Regions from separate parts of the Arachis hypogaea genome. Here region 2 is linked to region 1. A link is a contact called in public Hi-C data. All regions are on one chromosome and are shown on one strand. The core of a region is the stretch at or near the end of the contact, and the rest is flanking DNA. Distances in the headings are between cores, read along the strand shown. Region 1 holds the start of LOC112696755 (transcription factor E2FA). Region 2 has its middle 52 kb from the start of LOC112696756.

Evidence for each region. A called contact is a pair of places that touch in the nucleus more often than the background predicts.
Region 2: a Hi-C map of leaf shows a contact between it and region 1, with 2.8 times the contacts expected there. The contact joins the enhancer-like site here to the promoter of LOC112696755 in region 1. A contact is called at or near these places in 2 of 8 Hi-C or Micro-C datasets (both in leaf).

What each region holds. Positions count from the first base shown.
Region 1 is chr6:79,308,728-79,315,209 of arahy.Tifrunner.gnm2.J5K5, forward strand. LOC112696755 (transcription factor E2FA) reads left to right here and starts at 4,162. Exons shown (of 14, transcript XM_025749610.3): 1 at 4,162-4,795; 2 at 5,693-5,888; 3 at 6,071-6,118; 4 at 6,237-6,322; 5 at 6,424-6,482. The coding sequence starts at 4,586.
Region 2 is chr6:79,429,068-79,435,020 of arahy.Tifrunner.gnm2.J5K5, forward strand. No RefSeq gene overlaps it. Among protein-coding and RNA genes, the nearest start is that of LOC112696756, 52 kb to the left of the region's middle. Within about 2 kb of position 1,639, at least 3 of the 3 cell types and tissues checked have open chromatin away from gene starts, as enhancers often do.

The DNA of each region.
Region 1 (6,482 bases), core at 2,912-5,411:
TGATAATTGTTGGAGATTATTGGTATTGATGAGTATTCATGGTGATTAATTATTTTGGTTAATAACGAGGATTATGAGAATTTAAGGTAATGAGTTAATGTAAAATATTGTGGTGGTTTGGAATGAAGAATACTGATGATTATGATGTGTGATTATATATGTTGTTGGTGACTATTGGTATTTGATGGTTATGAAGGATGATGATGAATGTGTGAATTACTGTTGTTCATCAGAGTAAAGGTTTTGGTGGTTGAGGTTGTTGGGGGTTGGTGGGGATTATGAGTGTAGGTTCATGATTGGATTGGCAGTTGTGATTTGGTAGTGATTTATGGATCTTAGATGTAGGAATTGTGTAAATTGTTCAAGATTGAGAATTTTGATTGAGGTTTATGGTTTTGTGTTGGTTTATGGAGAGAATATTAAATGAATTAGGTGTGGAGGTTATGGAAGTGTAATGGAATGTTAGAGTGTAGTGTGCAGTAGTGTTTTATGATGTTTGAGTAGGTTTTGGATTATTTTGGTTGTGAAAATTGGAAATTGTGAAGTTTGAGGTTTTGGGTAAAAATGGATTTTTGGTGAACTTTGTCTGATCATAATTTTTGCCCCGGTTATGGTTTTGTGTTGGTTTATGGAGAGAATATTAAATGAATTAGGTGTGGAGGTGATGGAAGTGTAATGGAATGTTAGAGTGTAGTGTGCAGTAGTGTTTTATGATGTTTGAGTAGGTTTTGGATTATTTTGGTTGTGAAAATTGGAAATTGTGAAGTTTGAGGTTTTGGGTAAAAATGGATTTTTGGTGAACTTTGTCTGATCATAATTTTTGCCCCGGTTTTCAAAATTGATTGGAATTTGTTTTAAATTAAAGATGATTTTAAAAAGCTTTAAAATGATATAAATTTTGATGAAAATGGATTTTTGTAGAAGGAGTTATGATTATTCAAAGTTGGTGTTGAAAATCTGAAATTCTGCAAAGTTGCAGAATTTTAGAATTTTCTGATATGTGCGCACGCACAACCTTGCGAAAATGTTATTCTGTGTGAACCCACAGACCTGTGCGTATGCACAGGCAGGGGAAAGGGCTCTGGTAGCAGCGCTAGCATAGGTTGTGCGCGCGCACATCAATGAAGAATTACAACCTGTGCGGACGCACAAGTCAGGAAGGGACGTCTGTTAGGGGCGCTCGCGCAGCTTGTGTGAGTGATCAGACTTTATAAATTTTAGTACCTGTGCGTACGCACACCCCTGTGCATACGCACACTTTCAAAATCTTCATGGGTGTGTGCACGCACACACGCTGTTTCATAATTTTAAACTTTATTTTCAACTATTTCACCTTCCCGACAAGGTTGTAAGCTTCTATAACACTATTTTAAGACTCTTTGACTTATTTTCGGGTACTAGAACATGGAAAAGGTCCTAGGTGGTTTGATTTGGGTTTTTCTTTGAAAGGCTAGCAAACGAAGGTTTAGGTTTCTGGTGCATTGTAGAAGAGTTAGTTGAGAGGGAAGAAAGAGTGGTGCACATGGTGATTGTTAACAATGAATTGGGAAATTGATGAACTAATGAGTCCGGAATGGGAGTAATGAATTGATGATGGTTATGATGAGTTGAAGACTCGAAGGGGGAATGATCATCTTGTTGAATAGTGAGAGTGTGCTAGGCACTACATCCTTGGGTTAAGTATGATAAGTGTGCAAAGTATTATGTCCTTGTGATTGAACCATGATTGATAATGTTTTCTGCTGCAAGAGTGGGCCAGGCACTATATCCTTGGGTTATGCATGCAAGTGTGCCCAGCACTATATCTGTGGGTCAATAGAGTGGGCCTAACACTATATTCGTGGGTGCGGCAGAAAAGCGACATCCGAAAGGATGTGTCGGGTTGGCATTTATGGACCGACAAGTCATATCACGAGCCAATAGGATAAACATTCATCATATGCATCTTCTACATGCTTGTTTACTTTGATTAATTGAGTTTGCCTAATTGTATAACATGCCTACTTGCTTCGTGAATTACTTGCTGTATATGAAAACTATCTGTGTTTTATTTGTTTGCATCAATTGTGTTTGTCTGGTGCTAAGGAGGTTAGGTAGGCGGTGGCGATGGGATCGCACGGAGGTTAGGTTGGCGATGGCTGTGGGATACAGCGGTGTGATTAGTATTAGTTAGAATCCCCTTAAGTTTAGACAACCCTGGTTTATGGTCTAAGTTCTATTATATTTATTTATTTTGTTTTAAGCTTGAATATCAGTATGTGATGTGGAGTTTTAGGATTGCTTTCAGCGTTCATGGGCTTTACATCTTACATCATTGGGCACTGTTACCATACTGAGAACTGGATACTTTGTTGTTGTTTTTCAGATGCAGGTCGTAATCTACTTTGGTGAGATTGCAGATTTGGTGACAGAGCGGAGTATGGTTCCTCCTTGGTTTAATGTACATTACTTTGTTATAGTTACTCTCACATCTTTTTGTGTTTTAACTTTGTGGCCTTAGAGGCTTATTTGAGAGATAGGATGTATAAGCTGTTTTAATTCTAAAACTTTGTATAACTCTATTTGTAACTAGTCGGCTTAAACTCCTCAAGCTGCGGCTAGTTTCCTATGTTTATATTACTATATCTATACATTTGTTCTATTCTCTTGCACCTATACCTTGTATCTTGTGTGTTAGTTTCGTGTGAACGTTTTGCACTTCTGAAATTCTGTTTTTGAGCTTACTCCTTCATCAGGCTTCTAGATTATATTATTTCTTTCTATATATAAATATGTATAAGCCTTAGAATTGTCGTAACCTCTGATTAACCTTTGCCTTACGGCTAGAGGTAAAGTTTAGGGTAATTGGGGTGTTACAAAAAGGCTAAGAATTGTGTTTTGGACATAATGATACACATACACTAATATGGTAGGACAATGTCAGATTCAAGAATCAAGAACAACACACTCGCAAGCCAAGTAATCGCTTCACAATAATAAAATATAATACGAACATAATAGATCGAATTGACATACAATAACTTCTAAGAATCTATATAATATCTTCTGAACTTGAACCCTAGTCCAGCGTAATAATGACATAGCAATGCTTCTCAACAACAACTGTAAACGGTTTTGCAAATTTTTTATCTTTCACTGACAAAAAACATAACTAATCAAAATTGCTAAAACTAACCAATGCTATCTGAAAGAAAGAAAAACATAACTTTCTGAAGTGCTAAAATTGCTAAAACTAACCAATGCTATAATTCCACACATGTTAAAAAAAATATTAGCAGACTTTTTCATATTATTTCCATTCTAAATTGAAATCAAACTTTGAAAAGAAAGAAACTAAATTGAGAGATATGTCTGAATTGAGTTACCGAACTAAGGCAAAGAGCCGGAGACAGCGAATCCAAAAAGAAAAAGAAATGTTACTTTGACTTCAAGTAGAGACAGAAGAGAGACATGGCGAGACCACCCATCAGCGACGGCCAGATACGACGAGACACGGGGAACAGCAGAGTAGCAACGACGGCGCACGGTGAGAAGTAGAGAACCAACAACAGCTCACGGTGAGGATCAGAGAACGAGCGACCACGGAGGGAAAGAAACAGAGAACAAACAACGGTGATAAAAAGAGACAAGAACCTTAGTAGAGATAAATGTCTCCTCTTTAAAATTGTGATTAAAAAAGAAAAAGAGAAATGTGTAAAAAACATAAACAGAAAGATACATGTCTAATTATGAATTTTTCTAAAAATAAAAAAACAAAATTTTTTTATAAATATTTTTAAAATAATTAACGATAATGTGGGAGTAACGAGTCCATAGCTTATTTTTTGTTCATGAATGCCAGTACATTTTTAAAATGCCCCTTACCTTGCTCTGTTTATCTATGCTAACAGTGTCCGTGTCAATTGCATAATAATTTGGCGGTTGAAACACTTTTTCTTTAGAACTGTTTCTCTGTAATACAAATTCATGATTCATGATTCATGATTCATGATTCAAAATAATATAGCGCACCAAATACGATAAAGCTTGCTGAGTGTTTTGATTTTGATATTACATCAAATTACAAAAAAGATAAAAAAAAAATACCAGGAGGATCATTATTGTATACTCGAGTAGGGACAATTATTATCATCAATATGGAACAACTTGAGAACGTAAACGTGACACGATTGGTTAAGGTTTTGATTATTGAAAAAATGAGAGGAAGGAAGCATAAAAAATGGAAAAGGAGCTGTGGGTGGCGGTGCAATAACGCCATAATAAAATGGCAAAATCATAATTAACAAGTTCTTTTATTTGCGAACGGAGAGTTGGGCTTGGGGTTCCCTCCACATCTATCCGAAACAAAATTCCCTCCTTCCCTCGTTTTCTCCAAACGCACATTTTCTTCACTTTCTCTCTCTAAAACCTCCCATCTCTTTTCTCTCTGTAAAAACCCTGCAACCCCCATTCCCCCACTCTCAAAACCCTAATCCTTGGTGATCTTTCACCTGATTCATCAAAGTTCTAACCCTTTCGATTTCGCTGCACAATTCTGAACTTAATTTGTGGTTGCCGGAGTTGCGATCATCTCCGTTTCAGCACCATGTCCGCCGCCGCCGGAGCTTCTAAACTCCATGAGTCGCCGCCGACGGAAGCTTCCGGCATCCCGAACCGGCCGCCGCCGAAGCGTCACCTCGCCTTCGCTTCGACCAAGCCGCCGTTTGCTCCGCTGGACGACTACCGCAGCTTCTCCGGTCCCCACTGTCGGAAAGCCTCCGATCAAGAACAGGAAGCCGTCGTTGTTCGTTCTCCAGTGCGTATTCTTCAATCTCTTTTGCTTTGGGGGTCTGCAATTCAGTTTTGGTTTGTTTGATAATTGGGGTTTCTGATTTTTTTAATTATTATTTTAATTTATCTGTGATTGCTTAATTTCCCCTCTATTTTTAGTTGAATCGGAGTGGTTAACGTGCATATGGTTTTGATTTGTTCTCACCTGAGTGGAATCTCACTTTTTCATTTTTGTACGGAAAATAGTCGAAATTATTTCTTAATCTGGGGACCCGAACTCGAAGTAGTCAATGTTAGGGTCTCAGTGCCAGTCGCAGTTGTCGCATTCTCTATTTCCTTGAAGTCAACGTTGGTCTTTGTACCATAGCATAGTTCATTCTGTGCAGTAGTTTTGTGGGGAGGAGGAAGTTTGTTGATAGAGAATGAATTTAGCATCTTCATTTTCTATTACCTTTTCGAGGTAATAGGTTACTACTAGGTCTTTTCTTGGGCAGAGGCAGACCAAGGGATTGTGCATTCGTATTTTTACAACCATAAAAGTTTGCTCTATTTAACTGATAAGGTTTTGCTTGTGCAGTTCTTTCGAGTTTTTTGTGACATTCTTCATTTTTTTTTTTCTGATAATTGCTTGGCACTTGACAGTGCTCATGGACTTTTTCTTTATGGTTTAGTATTCGATGATGAATTGCTCTTGCATATATTTGACTAGTTTCCCCTTTATTTTCTGTGGATATGATGTGTTGCTAGTGTTATTATGGTGTTATTTGTACTTCATAAAGTACAGAACTATAGGTTTGTTGCCCTTGTTTGATTGTTAAATTATTTTTCGTTGTCATGACTGCATGTGACTTTGTGTATATCATTGATTGTTCCTTCTCTGCATTGCTCTCATATCATTTCTGGAACCTGCCGGTTTTACTAGTACATGAAGCGCAAGAGTGGAGGAGTGAATGACCGTCTCAGAGAGACACAGGAGCAAAGTAATAGTCCTGGATATGCTAATACAGTTAATAGTCCTCTCCAAACCCCTGGATCTACAAAAGGAGGGAGAACATATAATAAGTCAAGGGCTTCTAAGGAAGGTAGATCCGTTCCACAAACACCCATCTTAGAGGCTGGTGAGAAAGCTTCCGTTGTTTAGTTGTTTTCATGTTATATTGTTGCCAAGTTCTTCATTCCATTTGTGAAGTTTCCAGTGCTTGGGTGCAAACTTATGTCCAAATTCTGATAAGCTTCTTCCTCGTAGTACTTTTGTTCATTATACATCGAGTTTAATTACATAGTTTCTGTTGGCATGCAGGATCCCCATCTCTTACTCCTAGCAGCTGCCGCTACGACAGTTCCTTAGGTAATTTTCAAAGCAATCATAATCAACAAGCTCTTTACATCTCTCTTTATTGCCTGATATAGCTACTGGAATTCTTTGCATAAGAGAGTAATTACAAGATTGTACCACAACTTCACAGGTCTCTTGACAAAAAAATTTGTCAATTTGCTCAAGCATGCAGAGGGTGGCAATCTTGACCTAAATAAAGCAGCAGAAACTTTGGAGGTGTTTGTTTAAAAGTTATGACGAAATACCTGACATATATTCTAACATCTATCATAAGTGAATTTAAAATTTTCCCTTTTATTTTGTTTTTCTTTCTATAGGTGCAAAAGAGAAGGATATATGACATAACTAACGTGCTGGAAGGAATTGGTCTTATAGA
Region 2 (5,953 bases), core at 389-2,888, 120 kb after region 1:
AAATATTAAAATGTCCCACTAATAGGCTGAAAAGTATTTAAAACACAAAGTAATATTTTGCTTTCCCACGTGAGATTCATGATATTCCAAACCACGGAGAACGGAACTAAATTAGCTTGAAGTCTAAGCATGCTTACCATCACGCTTCGAGGACAACTGTTCCAGACTTGGCATTTGGATTTCTAACGGGTCCAATACAACCAACCCAAAAATATCCCCGCCATCCTAATGGGCGAGACCATCTTTACCTCCTAACCACCTTCTAAAATTTTATGAAGTGGAACCTGTCCCACAAAGATATGATAACTGAACAAAGCCTATAAAAGGGGTATTGGTGGCAGGAGTACCCGAACCTGTGGGTATCCGACCTGCCCCGGGTGCTGGGCGGGGGGTTTTGTCGGGGCGGGTGCATTAACGGGGCGTGGTGGGGTCGGATCTAAGGTAAACCCACCCCAGAGTATATATTATAATATAAAATAAAATATATAATATAAATATTTAAAATTATTAAAATTCACTTTCACTCTTGACTCTTCAGATTCAAAATTAAAACCCTAATTTTCTTCTCCAATGTCCAGTGACCATGACCAGTGAGTGAGGGATGAGAGCAGTGACAAGTGACCGAGTGAAAGTGTGAGAGGCTGAGGCTGAGACTCTGAGAGCAATAGAGCATCGAGCTTTTTCTTGTCATTCTCTGTCTGAGAAAAGGGCTTCGCTTCCGTCCTCCGTCCAAGAGCAGATCTTCAGCGCCGTCCTTTGTCCGATTGCAGAGTTTCGCCGCCATCCTCCGTCCGAGAGCAGAGCTTCGTTGCCGTCTTTCGTTTGAGAGAAGAGCTCCACAGCCGTCTTCCATTTGAGAGTAGAGCTTCACCATCCTCTTCCGTCCTTCGCCGTGAGTCTGCCATTGTCGCTGTCGATGTGCGTCGCCGTCCCTACGTCCTGTGAATCATTGGATCTGTAAGTTTATTTTTTCTCCCCCTCTCTCTCCTATTGTGAATCTGCAACTAAATTAGAACTAGAACACTGGATTTGTAACTAGAACTTTGTAACTGAGTTAATTTTCCACTATTTGATATTGATGGGTCAGGTTGTTCTATTTATCTCAGTCATGTTTGGAGGAGTTTGCAACATTCATTCTTATATTGTTTTTAACATGTGTCTGGATATATAACTGGATTTCCTAATTTTATATTAAAATTTCATAGTCATATATGCAATGTTAAGAAGTAGTAGACTCTTTGCTATTTAGAAAGGGATAGTTTTGGCTTGAGAAATTAGGTTGAAAGACGTTATTTGCTAGACCGATTGCTTAGATGTCTTAATGTTAATGTCTAAGAAGAATATTAAGAATTATTGCATTACAATTGTAATGTGCACGTTGTTCCTATTCTTGAATCAGCTAACAATGTGGTTGACAAGATGACAAAACATGTTGCGACTAGTACACATGTGTATATATATTGAATGGTTGGGTCCGTGGAAGCAGCTTTAGACAGAGTTGAAAAAAGATATTACTGCATTAGGCTCTTAGGTGAGTTCTAGTTTGGGGCCGGCAGAATGAGCCTCTCCATGAGACTGGTACGGAGTGGATTGTTGTTCACTGTCAGGGTGCTACATGTGTAAAGGTATGTGTATTACTCTATGACTTTGTAACCGAATAAAGACAATTCCGGTGTTGTATAGAAATTATTATTCTCCCCCAACATATGGTGTATTGTATAAATAATAAAAGTTGAGATGCCAATTTCAAAATATTTGTATATACCAGTTTTTGGGTTTTATGTACTAAACTATTTGTTTGTTTTTTTTCTTTTTTTTAATGCAGGCCTTGGAATTTTATAACCCCCCTTAATGCAGACCATTATTTTGGTGGTCTTTTTTGATGTCCCTTCTTCTTCTCCTGAAGAGAAAGTGCCAAGCTACAGTGTTGAATAACAGCAATAATAATACTAATGCTAATAGCAGGTAATATAGTTTTGAGTACTTTTAATTACTATTAAAAATATAATTACAAATTCTTATTTCACATAATTAAAATCCAATGATTACGAATTGTATTAAAAATTGAATAAAAGTACAACAACTGATAAAATAGTTAAATGCTAATATAATTAAGTTATTAATATTTATAAAATTATTATTTGAAAAAATAAAATTAAAAAAATTTAAATCAAAAAAATTTATTGTAGAAGATTAGTCGGTAACAATGTAATAGTTGGATTTGTTTTCAGTAAAATTGTTGTAGGAGTGTGATTATATTTATGTGCTGAAACTATTTTGAACATGTAATAGCTGGGTAGCACTTTCAATTTTCTGAAATTTTAATATTTTTTGAAAATGGAATTTCTTTTTGGATTGATGTTTTCATTTACTTAAAATAATAAATTTACTATGACTCTATTATTTTTTTGGACAAACTATGACTCTATTATTTATTCAGTAAAAACATATTGGGCTAGTTTTTATGAGGTCCATTCGGTCCACTAATGTTTATAAAAAAACAAAAAAGGGATACTTTATATAAAAAAAATTGTTTAGGATCTTTGTATAAATATTATTTTTAATAAAAAAATAAAACAAAAACCAAAATAACCTAAAAACCGTGTCAGACGGTACCAGTCTCATGGGAGACTCATTCTGCCAGCCCCAGGCTAGAACTCACCTAGGCTCTTAGCCTCCTTCGTTGCTGATTGTGTGTTCTTTTTTTCTTTTTCTTTCTTTAATTGTCAGGTCAACAAAATAGCTCAGAATTGTGTTGCTGATTGTTGCTCTTAAGGCCCACTTTTATAATAATAATAATAATAATAATAATAATAATAATAATAATAATAATGTATCTTTTGATTTACCTGTACATATATACTACATACATTACATGTTTATTTACACAATAATAAAAGAATAGCTCAGGATTGCAAAACATGATACAAATATTAAATAGTGTTAGCTAACACTACTTCTTGCTGTTTGTCGTTATATATGCCATATTGTTTCAATTTATGTTAAGAAGACTAATATATTATTTATTGTCATCATATATTACTTGAAGTATTTTTGTTTGTTTGTATTTTTATTTTGTTTAGTTCTACTAAGTATTTTTATATTTATGTTAATTTTTTATATAGTATCAATTAATTTATTAATTGTTATCTCTTTTGATTTTCAGATTTAAATCTTTACTTCTAAACTTTTAATGATGAAGAAGATGTAAAAAGTAATCAAGAATAAGGATTGAAGGCTATTTTATATCTAACATTATTATTTTTTTATTATGTTAAATTTGTAGTGATTTAACACTAGCTTTTTTTTTTAAATTCAAATTGTTTGAGCTAATGACATTGTATGAATTTTAAATTTGAATTTTAATTTATCTATAAAATTTAAATTTTTGTCTTAATTTATATATGAATATATAAAAATGTAAATGATATTTGATTTTTATAGGGGCAGGTAGGGGTAGGGCGGGTACCCGCAGGAGAGGGTTAGGGTACTGCAGTTTACTACCAGCGGATAGTGATTTGGGTGGATAATACCTATGTAAAAGGACGACGGGGCGAGGTCGGGTAGGGCAAAAACCCACCCCACTGCTACCCTTAAAAAGGGGAGTCTCATCACTCCCCCAGGTATGATAATTCAATCCTATACACTTATCTGCTACCTCTTTAGTTCTCTGACTTGGGCTTGGAATACCTTTGTAGGTACCACTCCCACGCTCTCTGGATTCAGCCTCGCCATCCTATCGGACCAACGGATGTGCGATCACTCTTCACCTAAACAAGCTCTCTTTGAATTTTCAGGTACCGCTTGAATAGAGATCAAGAAGAGAATGGTTAGAAAGGGAAGGGAGATTAAACTTGATGAGGTAGCTTTCACTACACTCATATCAAAGTTTTGTAGAAAAGAAGAAGGATAAGGAAAACTAAGGAACTAAGGCTGCCACTGACCGAGTCCAGCAACCATTGCAGCAATAGGTACAATGTCTTGTTGAAATTTAAGGTTACTTGTCCTACTTTATGGTTCATTATAGATGTATATGTCTATATATGTTTTTAATTGGTTAGGAATTTAAGTATCATTAAAAAATTTTTTAGGGGTTTGCTTGTCCTACTTTACAACAATGTGTTGCTAACATGACAGGGACATTATGTTCTTGGAATAGTTCTTTGACACGTAATTAGTTAATATTACACATAAGCAAGATTCGTTAATTTTGGACAGAGAGTTTAGCAGAGTAGCCAGAAAGTTCAAAAAAATTAGTGGTTAGGAGTTGTATTGTTATTTTTCAATCGATAAGGGATAAATTATCATTTTGAGTATTGGTTAAAGGCTGGAGTGAGGTTTTATTCATAACTAAACTACCCAAATATAAATTTATTCTTAGATAAGCGATTATAGGAAATATCTTTTGTACAAATAAATTTTCACCGAAATAAATATAATTTTTTAGCCTATTAACAAAACATCCTCTACATATTAAATTTTAATAGTCCAAAAATATTAGCTAAGTTAGCCTCTGAATATTTCTATAAGATATTCTTTTAGCTCCAGCCATATAATTATGTTCAATAAACAATTACTTAAAGTTTTGAATATCCTATCTTCAAACACACAAGAACCACATTACACATATACTTTATACCAATTCAATTATTTAGATTTATTTTTTCATATGCAAAGTATATGTATACACAAAATTAATAAATTAGTATTTCATGTTTTAATTGCATCCTAGCTGATATTATGAACACGAAATTAAACCAGTCAATGAATAAATTAGGTGCAGAAATAAAAATTAACAAATTTTAATTTGTAGTTTGTTATTTAGTAATCCAATGCTATTTGTTTCTCTAGTGTCAATGGTTGATGTAACAAACTATATATAATAAAAAATATAAAATGATACATAGTAAATTAATATTGTAGTTGGAATACCTGGCAGCATGACAATCTCTTATCTATTTTTCCATTTTAAACTAGAGATGGAGGTCCCAAAGTTTAAGTCTAAATATTATCCTATGAGACTTGTATGAGCATTGGAAGAATTTGAAAATCTTTTTTAAAGAGGCCAAAACTTTAAAAAGATATATAATAATATTTAGAGTAATACTTCAAATAGGACCCTAAGGATTTGACCATCTAACAAATTTGTCTTTCCAAAAAGTTAACTAGGTTTTCAGTCTCCAAGATTATTAGATATACTCCATATACGTCCTCAATCAAGGTTTAGCTGGTTTATAGAATACTCTCTCTCCTACGTGGAGGTGATTATTGTGATGTGTCAGGTTCACTGATACGCGTTGCTTCCAAAACACATTAGTCCTTGTACACGTGGTCAAAATGATGTTGTTTTATGGCTACTCCAAACGACCTCATTTTGAATGGGATAGATTCGTCACCAACCTTTGTCTTAGAAATTTTATAAAATTAGGATTTATCTTTCAACCCTCTTCCAACGTAATCCATAATTGATTTTTCTTCTGTGCTTTCGACCAAGACCATTGTAGACTAAGGGAAGTTAATTGGTGATGACGACGGGAGGCAGCACGTCGACAACGAGTAAGCATCATGCTGGGAGATTTGCCAGCGATAGATTGAGCATTGAAAGCACCACTCTTGGGGGGGGGGGTAAGAGGCATTTTAAAAACACCCTAAGTGTAAGTGCGGGATGTATGCTGTAGTCACCTGGTCTCAGATAGTGGAGAACCCAAATAGAGTGTTCTTTGGGTGTCCTCACTTCAAGGTATTTATATGTGTTGTTGAATGTGAAGATCTTAATTTTGAAAAAATTTGTTAAGAATTAGATGGTGATTGTTGGATGTGTTATTCTGTATGCAGAAAAATCAACCACATTGTGATTTTTTTCGCTAGTTTGATGACATTTTTGCTTATATGAATGATAGCATAACAGATACACGTGAATTGGCTTGTTTGAATGCTTCTATGGATGGTGCAG